2 separate regions of the Urocitellus parryii genome follow, and region 1 is linked to region 2. Evidence: chromatin contacts called from public Hi-C data. All regions are on one chromosome and are shown on one strand. Each heading gives the region's core, a stretch centred on a gene start, on an enhancer-like site or on the middle of the called end of the contact. The rest is flanking DNA. Distances are from core to core; before and after follow the strand shown.

The links. A called contact is a pair of places that touch in the nucleus more often than the background predicts.
Region 1: a Hi-C map of muscle shows a contact between it and region 2, with 5 times the contacts expected there. The contact joins the promoter of Prxl2c here to the promoter of Habp4 in region 2. A contact is called at or near these places in 2 of 2 Hi-C or Micro-C datasets (liver and muscle).

The regions. Positions count from the first base shown.
Region 1 is chr13:64,906,823-64,911,978 of mUroPar1.hap1, forward strand. Prxl2c (peroxiredoxin like 2C) reads right to left here and starts at 3,283. Exons shown (of 6, transcript XM_026380492.2): 1 at 2,995-3,283; 2 at 2,704-2,772; 3 at 756-809; 4 at 286-391. The coding sequence starts at 3,186.
Region 2 is chr13:64,740,584-64,745,976 of mUroPar1.hap1, forward strand. Habp4 (hyaluronan binding protein 4) reads left to right here and starts at 3,098. Exons shown (of 7, transcript XM_026380487.2): 1 at 3,098-3,546. The coding sequence starts at 3,198.

The sequences.
Region 1 (5,156 bases), core at 2,033-4,532, 170 kb after region 2:
GGTCCAAAAGCAATGTAGCCAACCAAGCACGGACTAAAACCTCTGAAACCACGAGCCAATGTAGACCATTCTTCCTGATAAGTTGATTATCTCAGGAATTTTGTCATAGCAACAGAATGCTAAAACATCATTACGTTCAGAGAACAAGTCTTTCAGTATGGGATAGCTGGATCATTTACCAGAATCATAAGAATCATAGGAATTTACCATTTGCTTCCCTATGCACATATACACAGATGTGAAAACACACCACTGCCTTATTCTATTTGAAACATGCTGTCTTACCTGAGGAGGCAATTTCTTCACCTCTTTTCATTCCCAGTCTTTTATAAATTTCTCTCTCAGGATCAACATAGATTTCATGGGAATACCCAGTCAGTTTGCAGAAAGGCTGAAGAGAGAATAGTTGGAGTTTTTATAAGAACAAATGAGAAAAAAGTAATGATAATCTAACTTCAGCCAATTTAGCCTATACTCACTGTTCTATTAACATAATTTTTACACCTGAAACTTTACTTTATTTGGTATTGGGGACTAAACCCAGGAGTGCTTAACCACTGAGTCATTGCCTCAGCCCTTTTAAATATTTTATTTAGAGACAGGGTTTTGCTGAGTTGCTCAGAGCCTCATTAAATTGCAGAGGCTGCTTTTGAACTTATGATCCTCCTGCCTCCTAAGCCACTAGGTACAGATGTATAGCACTTAAACCTGAAACAAATTTAATCTCTGAGTTCCCCAATTTGGTAGATATTTACCTCAATATGATGGTAGGATGACTGTCCAATCACTATAAGGGTGACATCTGCTTCCTTTAGGAGAAAAAAAAAATGTGCATGTTAACAGAATTGTTTCCTAGTCTTCCCCTAATCCCACTCTTTTGTTTCATTCTAATGCCACCTATAGGCTTCTAGAAGAATGGTACAGCAAGATTGTGTGCAACATAAAGAAACTTGTTCTAAAATGTCTGATGAACTTAGATGATTCTTTTGCTAAGTAAAAATTCCAAGACTTAAATGGAAGACTAAAGTTGTAAAAGTATTAGAAGAAAACAGGGAAAAGCTCAATGACATTAGATTGGGCAATGATTTCTTGGATATGACCCCAAAACACAAGCAACAAAAGCAAACATAGGCATGGTTGTATTATAAAGCTTCTGCACAGCAAAGGAAATAATTAGAGTGAAGAGAAAGCCCACAGTTTGGGAGAAACAATAAACTCTGTATCTGATAGGGAACCCAAATCCAAAAAATATAAGAAGCTCAAACAATTAAATAGCAAGAAAACAAAGTATCCAATTAAAAAAAGGACAAAGGTGAGTTGGGGATGTGGCTCAGTGGCAGAGTACTGACTAGCATGGGTGAGGCCTGGGTTGGATCTCCAGCTCTTGGGAAAAACACACACACAGAGAAAGAATAAAAGGGCATGCAGAGGAAAAATAAAAAAAAAAATTTTCAAAATGATGTATTCCTCAGGCATGGGTGACACATGCCTATAATCCCAGCTACTCAGGTAGCGGAAGCATAGCGGAAGCAGGAGGACTGTAATTTTGAGGACAGCCTGGGAAACTTAAGAATACTAGTCTAAAAATTTGCTGAGTTGCTCAGGGCCTCACTAAATTGCAGAGGCTGGCTTTGAACTTGTGATCCTCCTGCCTCCCGAGCCACTAGATACAATGGGGATGTAGATTAATCCCAAGTACTGAAAAAACAAAGATAATTAAAAAATTAAAAACCACAACACACAAGCAGGCTTATTTAATGAGGCAATTTTATTTTATTTTTTCATTCCAATAGATAAGGTCTACTGAAAACAGACCTTAGTTTTACAAAGCCTATCTAATATCTTCACTTAAAAAGCTTACCTGGGACCAAACCTATGTAATACCTGAAGAAAAACAGAGTAGTGAAACTTGCAGTCTATTAAATACAAATTGGCATCTGTAAGATACATTACAGGTGCTGGGGATGTGGTTCGCCTGCCATGCGCAGAGCTCTGGGTTTGATCCTCAGCACCACATAAAAATAAAATAAAGATGCTGTGTCCACCAAAAACTAAAAAATAAATATTAAAAAATTCTCTCTCCCTCCCTCTCTCTCTTAAAAAAAAAAGATACATTACAATTTTCCTACAAGTAACAACTATTTGGCGGCGTAACACAAATAAAGGGACAACAATATCAATTTCCAGCTGGTCGCAGTGGCACATGCCTGTAATCCCAGTGGTTTAGGAGGCAGAGGCAGGAGGATAATGAGTTCAAAGCCAGCCTCAGCAATTTAGCGAGGCACTTAACAACTCAGCGAAACCCTGCCTCTAAATAAAATACAAAAAAAAAAAAAAAAAATGGCTGAGGATGAGGCTCAATGGTTAAGCACCCCTGGGTTCAATCCTCAGTACCAAAAACAAAAAACAACCAACCAACCAATTTCCAGCACTTGATTTGGAGCATTATCACTCAACATTTACTAGGCACATTACTTGGTAATTACTAGGTAGCACTGTTTACAAGCAAGTGGCAATAAATTAGGACAAAACATCTCTAACTTCTTTCCTCCTTTTTTGAGGGGTTGGAGAAATGGGAGGAAGTGGAAGATTTGGGGATGCAGGTCATGCACCCTCCACACTCCACGCCGGCGGTTATAAGCGTCAGGCGCCACTCACTCCGTCCTGAGGCAGGACACTGCCACCCACCGTCGGGAAACTTACGTGTAGGAGTCGCTCGGGGACTTTGGCCAGGTCCTCCACGTATTCTTTGCAGGTGTAACACAGGAAATGCTGAAACCCAACACACAACAGGGCGAGTCAGCCCGGCGGCGCCGCGGCCGGGAGCGCCCGTAGGAAATGCAGCGCTCGAGGGGGCAGGACGTCCGGGCTGCGCCGCCGCTGGCTGGGGATGGCCTCGCTGCCGAGCGGCGGACACCGGAAGGCCAGGCCCGGCCGGCCCGTTCGCAGGCGCCAGGACCTGCGGAGCCACCCCCTCTGGGTCGCCGCGCTCACCCGCACGAAGACCACCACGGCGCGTCGCTCCCGGAACAGTGCGCCGAAGGGCAGCCTCTTCCCCGTGGCGTCCAGCACCGGCAACTCGGCCACGGAGGGCGCCAGGGGCTGCCCGCTCTCAGGGCCGGCCAGCGCCGGGCTCGGGGACGGGGCGGCGCCGCCGCTGACCTGCTGAGTAACGGGCGCCGCCATCAGGACCTGCGTCCGAGAGCCCGGGGTCCGCTCCAGCCGGATGCGGGGCCACAGCGAACCGGGCGAGGGGGGAAAAGGACCCGGCGAGCGCCGCACTCCGGGCTGAACCCGCGGGGAAGGACGCACGGGGCGGGGCAGGGCTGAGGGGCGGGGCGGAGCAGGGCTGAGGGGCGGGGCGGGGCGAGACACGGGGCGGAGCCTGACAGGGGCCGAGCGAGACGGAACGCGGCCCTCGGGACTGAAGTAGCGTAGGGGAGGGCGCAAGGGGTGGAGGGGGCGGGGCGAGAGGCGGGCCAGTGCCTGAGAGACGGGGGCAGTGTCCGAGAGGGGCGGGGCGAGACACGGGGCGGAGCCTAATTGGGGCGGAGCGAGGCGGAACGCGGCTCACTGGAATGAGGTCGCGTAGTGGAGGGCGCACTGAGCGGGGCCTTGCCTGAGCCGGGCGGGGGGCGGGGGCGGGGCCATGCCCTAGCAGGGCGGGGGCCGTGCCTGGGGCGGGGCGGAGGGCGGGGCCGTGCCTGGGGCGGGGCGGAGGGCGGGGCCGTGCCTGGGGCGGGGCGGAGGGCGGGGCCGTGCCTGGGGCGGGGCCGTGCCTGGGGCGGGGCGGAGGGCGGGGCCGTGCCTGGGGCGGGGCGGAGGGCGGGGCCGTGCCCGAGCCGGACTGGCACGCGGGATTCCGGCGAGCTGTTGCATTCTCTTTCCTCCGAGTGCCGCAGCCAGCGCGTTTTCAGGCTGAGCTCTTCCTGGTAGGGCGGCCCCGCGTGCATAGCTGTGTGAATCCGTTTTAGTTTTATTCAGGAAAACTCCTTACCGAGGAAGTGAAGAGGGATTTCCTATGCAGGACCATCGTATCTATTGCCAAGTAAATTGTCCTGTTCCATTTTAACCCACCCCTCCTAAATGCAGGTGCTTTTTTTTGGTGGGGGGGGCGTATTAACATATAGTGTGACTCAGACACGACGTCTTACGTGAACCGCTCAATTAAAAATTTCCATTATGAAAAAATGTCACAGTGAAGACTCTGTTACCCACCCGCTAGATTATGCCATTAATGTCTCCTCCATCACGGTATGTCTCCTATCCACAGTTAGGGCGATTTTGACTCCTTATTCATCTGTCATCCACAGCTCTTGAAATATGAAACATTTTGGTCACTTTAGAAAAAGTCTGCTTTCAAACAGTGGGCACGATAAATCTATTTTAGAAACATATTTCAGGAGTCCATGTGTTCTATTCAAAAGGTTTATATCTAAGACTAGTTACCTACCATACACTCAGGTGAGATGATCCACTGAGGTGAAGGGTGGTGATGGATGGCAATGGAGTTTGATGGTTGAGCATCAGACTTCTGCTTTTTGTGGTCCTGGGGATGGAAACCAGGCCTCCTGCATGCAGGGCAAGTGCTCTAGCAGTGAGCTGCACACCCCACCCTCAGCATCTGTTTTGTATTAACCTCTGTGAGAAACGCACTCTCCTGTCCAAACTCAGAGAATGGCCTAAGAGACACGAAGTATAGCAAAAAGGGAGGATTTACATTAATAACAATCTTGCAAGATCGGGTACCTGGTGGTCAGGGACACACAGATTGGGTACAACCAGCATTTTATTCCCTAGAGCACAAGGGTTGTCTCCCTCCTCCCCCAGTTCCTCAGTGACTAAGTACTATGGGTGTACAGTCTTCCCAAGGGTCACTTATGGTCTCTTATTTGAAGAAATATACCTTTAGTTGTCCCCACTTCCATTTGCTCTCTTGTGGTGGGCAAGTCCCCTGGGACTGAGTGCCTTTGGGCAGGTACACAGTTCATCTCTGTAGGTCAGGTTGGGGTCCTTCCTTCTCACCTCCCGTTTGTCAAGAGACTGTGGATTTTTACACTCCAGTGATAACTTTTCATCCTGCTCTCCCCTCCAGCTGCCTTTCTTACATCCCAGGTCATTTTACATTTAAAGCTAAACACTGGATTCTGATGGGA
Region 2 (5,393 bases), core at 1,848-4,347:
TGCTGTCATTTGGCGGCAGACTGCTTAAAGATGACAACACTGGCTTGAAGCAATGTTTTTCAAACTGTGATCTTGCATACATGCAGTGATGCTGGTGCACTAAGAATATCTGGAAATTTCTAGACTTGGCTCTACTTGCTTTTGAGCCTGATTCAAGATGATGACAATGATGATGATACTAATAATGATGATGATAACAATGACTCTGACTGAGGACTTGGTCTGTTCTAGGCACTGTGCTGAATGACGTGCATTATCCCACTCAGTCTTTACAACAACCCGCAGAGGTAGAGACCATGATGTCTCCATTTTACAGATGAGAAAACTGAGGCACAGAAATGAGCATGTTCAAGGTCACAGAGTTAATTAATGGTACAACTGGGACTGATCTAATTCCAAAGTACACACTTTTTGTTTTCATTTTTCTTTAATGGATTTTATCTGTTTACCCCAATTTTTTTCACAATTTTAAAGCATACAATTCAGTGGCATATAGTACAGTCACAATTTTGTTAACTATTACCACTGTTTTCAGAACACTTTCATTGCCCTAAAAGAAACCCTGTATTTAACTCTGTGTTATTCTCCAACATCTCCTAGATGGTATCTCGCCCCTGGTATTTGCCCATTCCGGACAGTTCTTACAAATGAAACCATATGCAGCGTTTGCTTCTGGCTTCTTTCACTTACTGTTTTCAAGGTATGCTTCTCTTGTAGCTTGTTATGTTGTAGCATCAATGCTTCATTCCTTTTGATGGCCAAATAATCATCTGCTGTACCACATTTTATATATCCATTCATCGGCTGATGTACTTGAGTTGTTTCCACTCACTGGCTATTGTGAACAGTGTCTTTGTATATTAGTATAAGTTTTTGTTTGAATAACTGCTTTCAATTCTTTTGGGTAGAAATCTGTTGATTCAAAGAAGGAAATGACTAAATATCTTGAAATCTTCAGTCATTCAACATATTTTACTGAGAACCCACTGTATAGCTGCCAGAGTGCCAAGCCCTGAGAATACAAATTGCAACAAATGAGACAAGAAATCATCCTTGATCTCCTTAAGAATGACAGTTGAATAAGTGAATAAAACACAGACTCTTGAAATATTTAGGATTAAAAATTTCCTTTCATTTGCTGTTGAAGGTAAGTCAAAAGTGGTCAAGAAGCACCTGAGCAAGATGCTCTAACAGGCTGTTTTTGGATACAAGAAAAAAAAAAACACAACTCAGAATAGCTTCAACAATTCATGCATTGATCATCTTATATAGTGATGTCTGAGGTAGAGGGGTTCCTAAATGAGCCAAGTCAGTGGCTCAACAATGTCAAGGACCTAGGGCTTATCCATCAATTGTCACAACAAGAGGCAGCAACTAACTTGTCCTCCCCATTCAGTAAGGACCAAAGTGCAAAAGTGGGGAAGCTGTGGGAAAGATTTGGTTTTGTTTTGTTGGCACTTGGGATTGAACCAGAGCCACTTTACCACTGAGCTACATCCCTAGTCCTTTTTATTTATTTATTTATTTATTATTGTTTTGCAACAGGGTCTCAGTAAGTTGCTTAGGGACTTGCTGAATTGCTTAGGGGCTTGCTAAACTGCTGGGACTGGCCTCGAACTTGTCATCCTCCTGCCTCTGCCTCCTGCACTGCTGGGATTACAGGTGTGCACCACCTAGGGATTCTTTCTTAATCCCTGTTTAGGTGCAAGACAAAGTTTACCAGAATATTTCCCCTCTACTCTGTCCTGCCAGATTTGTGACACAGACTATTCCTCAGCCACTGGCAAGGGAATGGAATTACAATAAATGATTTAAGGTTAATCAAGATTGAAGCTGGAAGGAGCCCCACTTCCCCTGGGGCCTACAGCCACCTGATACCCGAACAGATTAGAAAATGTAAGAGGGAGAGAATGACTAGCATGGGCAGCCAAGAGTACCTGTGCCTGGGCAAGATTTCCTGGAGGAAGTCCAATTCAGCATTCTGAGCTCCAGGCCTTAACTGAATATTTCAACACACACACACACACACACACACACACACACACAAACAAACCTCAACATGGCCAGGACTGAACTCACGATTTTCTCTTCCAGTGTTCACTTTCTTTGTGACTAGTACTCCCATTCCAAGCCCCAAGTCAGAAAAATAGCCCTCCTACCCTGTTCCTTCTTCTCCATCGCCCCTACACGTAGGCGCGAGGCCAGGGCCGGCTGATAGAACCTCCCGGACAGCTCTGGAGTCCACTCACTCTCTTCACTTACGCTGCCATCACCCTAGTCCGAGTTGTTATCGTCACTTCTTCCCCGGACTTCAGCAACCTCCTTCTGCTGGCCTCCCAGCATCCATTTGACCCCTTCCTCCGACGGGATTCCTTCACGTTAGAGGCCTTTTCAAACGCAAATGGCTCCTGCTTCCCACTAGCTTCCCACGCTCCGACACGGAGCCGGTAAGGCCCTGCCCAAACTCCGGGCCAGCGCGGCTGAACTCCGCCGCTCTCCCCGCCGTCCGCACTGGCCTCCCTGCGGCCCCTAACTGTCACTCTCAGCTTCACCGTCACTTCCCAGGGGAAGGCCTCCAGCAGGACAGGTCCCTGCGCGGTGAAGAACCGTGCCTCCTCTCCAGCGCACCTTCTTTCCCTCTGCAGCCAGAGGTCCGGGAAAACACGGAGTGGGACCCTCCGACACAATACGCGGCGCACAGTACGAGTTCAACACGTAGCCGCCAAACGGCTAAAGGAATAGCCACCTTCGACGACGTGTGGCTGGTAATGAGCACGGAGCCAGTCCCGGAGAAAACGCGTACCGGTGACCCGCTCGGCGTCCGAACCGCCCGCACCGCGGCCCCGGGTCTCCCTAGTGGCTCCGCCCCTGGCCCCGCCCCCTTCCGAGTCTGAGGGGGCGGGACATAGAGGTCGCGTGACGCGACAGCCGCCGGCCGGTGATTGGGCGTCAGGGCGCACTGGATCGGGAAGGGGGCGTGTCATCGCACGCTGATTGGTTGTCGGAGGGCGGTGGGGCGGGGCGGGCCGCGGCAACGCCGGGCGGGGGCCCGGAGGGCCGGGCCGGGCCGGGCCGGGTAGGGTAGGGCCGGGCCGGGCAGGGAGGGCGGTGGCAGCAGCGGGATGGGTCCTCGCCGCCGGCTTCGCTGAGACTCGCGCGCGTGGGCTGCCCGCGGCGGGCCGCAGTGCCGCGGCGGCATGAAGGGCGCCCTGGGGAGTCCTGTGGCTGCGGCCGCCGCCGGCGCCGCGATGCAAGAGAGCTTCGGCTGCGTCGTGGCCAACCGCTTCCATCAGCTGCTGGACGACGAGTCGGACCCGTTCGACATCCTGCGCGAGGCCGAGCGCCGGCGCCAGCAGCAGCTGCAGCGCAGGAAGCGCGACGAGGCGGCGGCAGCGGCGGCGGCCGCCGGTGGCCGCGGGGGAAAGAGCCCGGCTGGGGCCTCGGGTCACAGGCCCGGCGCGGGCGGTCGCAGGGAGTCGCAGAAGGAGCGCAAGAGCCTCGCTGGAGCGCCGCCGGACAGTCCCGGAGGTGGCCCGCAGCAGCCCGGTAGGCGTCCGGCGGCCCGGCGCCCGAGGGAGGAAGGAGAGTGAGGGGTCATCGCCTCGCTGTGAGACGGGTTCCCTGGGAAGGGGCGCGGGCGGAGCTGGGCGGGGGTGAGGGTCGCGGGGCCGGCAGGCTGGGCGAGGGGTCGGGCTCACGTCCCTCCTGCGCTCTCCGGACCCTGAGCGGAGAGGGTCTGCGGATCCTGCAGCTGGGCCTGCGCAACTCCGGCCAAGTTGCTGGGGCGCGTGGGGGGCGAGCACCGGGCACTCCGGGGGCTGGAGCCGGCAGGACCTCCGCCGCCGTCCGCCCAGCCGCTGCAGGTTGCGGGTCGGGAGCGGCGGAGAAGCCTGATGGGAAGGAGGGGGCGCCGCCGGCCCCGCGGATGGAACGGGAGCCGCGCGGTGCCCGGGCTCGGCTCTGTGACGGAGGGGCCCCAGGCGACCGTGGCGGGCTGCCGCGGGGCCCGGCCTCCGCGCGCTCTGCGCCTCTGCGCCTCTGCGGGTGCTCGTGCGGCCGTCCAGGTGCCGCCCGGTGCTGTCTTCCAGTGCCGCCTGGAGTGTTGGTGGGATGTGTGACTCGCGGTGGACGCGAGGCTGCTTTAGGGAAAGCGCATTTAACCTTCCGATCAGAAGGAGCGAGTGCGCGCGGCTCGCGTGGTGCTGTCCGCAGCCCGAGGTCTCACCTGGACTGCGTCAGGGCCTGGGTCGGCTGGCCTCCACCTGTGTCCTCCGTGCTCCTGAAATAAGGTAGTGGGCCTGAGGAAAGAGTGTTTGGAAGTGAGTTAGAGTCAGCTTTATTGGCACATTCCTGATAACAATTATGCATCCAGCCCAGGAGAACACTCCTGGTCTAATGACTGGCTTTGAGCTTGCAACTAGGTGATGTTTACCTTTGTGAGAAGTTAAGTTCAGAAACGTGCTTCAGCATCATCAAGTCACTACAATAAAGATGTTGAAAGTTGTAAAAAAAAAAAAATGCTATTGGATACCGCAGTGTCTGACCGTATCAAAACAGTGAGACAAAATATACTGCACGTTTTGTATTATGCTCTGTGTTTTTCTCAAATTCATTTGGATTCATAGGAATAACAGAATTGAGGAAGCTGATGCTTTTAAAATGTATTTTTTAACAAATGAAAATATGCTAAAAGAAGTGTGAAACCGCAGTTAGTGCTTTTAATATATTGATTTTTAGCCCTTTTAAAGCTCAAATGTATTTTTGTTTTGAAAAATTCAAAGTCTCAAAATGTAAGGTTAAGTGAAACCCCAATTTTTCCTACTGTTAGCACTGTGCATTTATATGCATAAATTTATACACAAAAAATGTACAGTGTTTTCTATATTTTTCTAAACTTAAATGTTAGAAACTGGGTTGCAACCTACTTCTTTCGCTTGACATTGTAATCTAGTACACACGCTTATAGCTTTTTTTCCTGTCAGTTGTTCACAGTCTAGTCAGTCTGGCTTTTGAGCTCTTTATTAAAGATCTTTAGTTGATTTTGTGGTTAGAATGGAATTTTGTCATTGTAGGTATTTTTCAAGAATATGTAATTTCAGGAGCAGACATCTCATTAATTTCATTTATGTAGTTAGTGTACTAAATTTGTAGTGGGTGTTAGCCACTCTCAAGCGTTAATAGGAACTGAGCTTTTCTACCCTCAACATTTTAATTTTGTTTGAATGTTACAGGTGGAATGCTTAGTATAAATATCAAACAGGTTTGACATGTAATAGAAACATTTCAAAAAATTGTGAAAGTTGTAAGATTTATCCTAGAGAAACATTGGGTTTTTGTATCCTGGAGGGTCTAGTGATGTGCATAACCCCTTGGGCTAAACCTTGCCCAGTAAA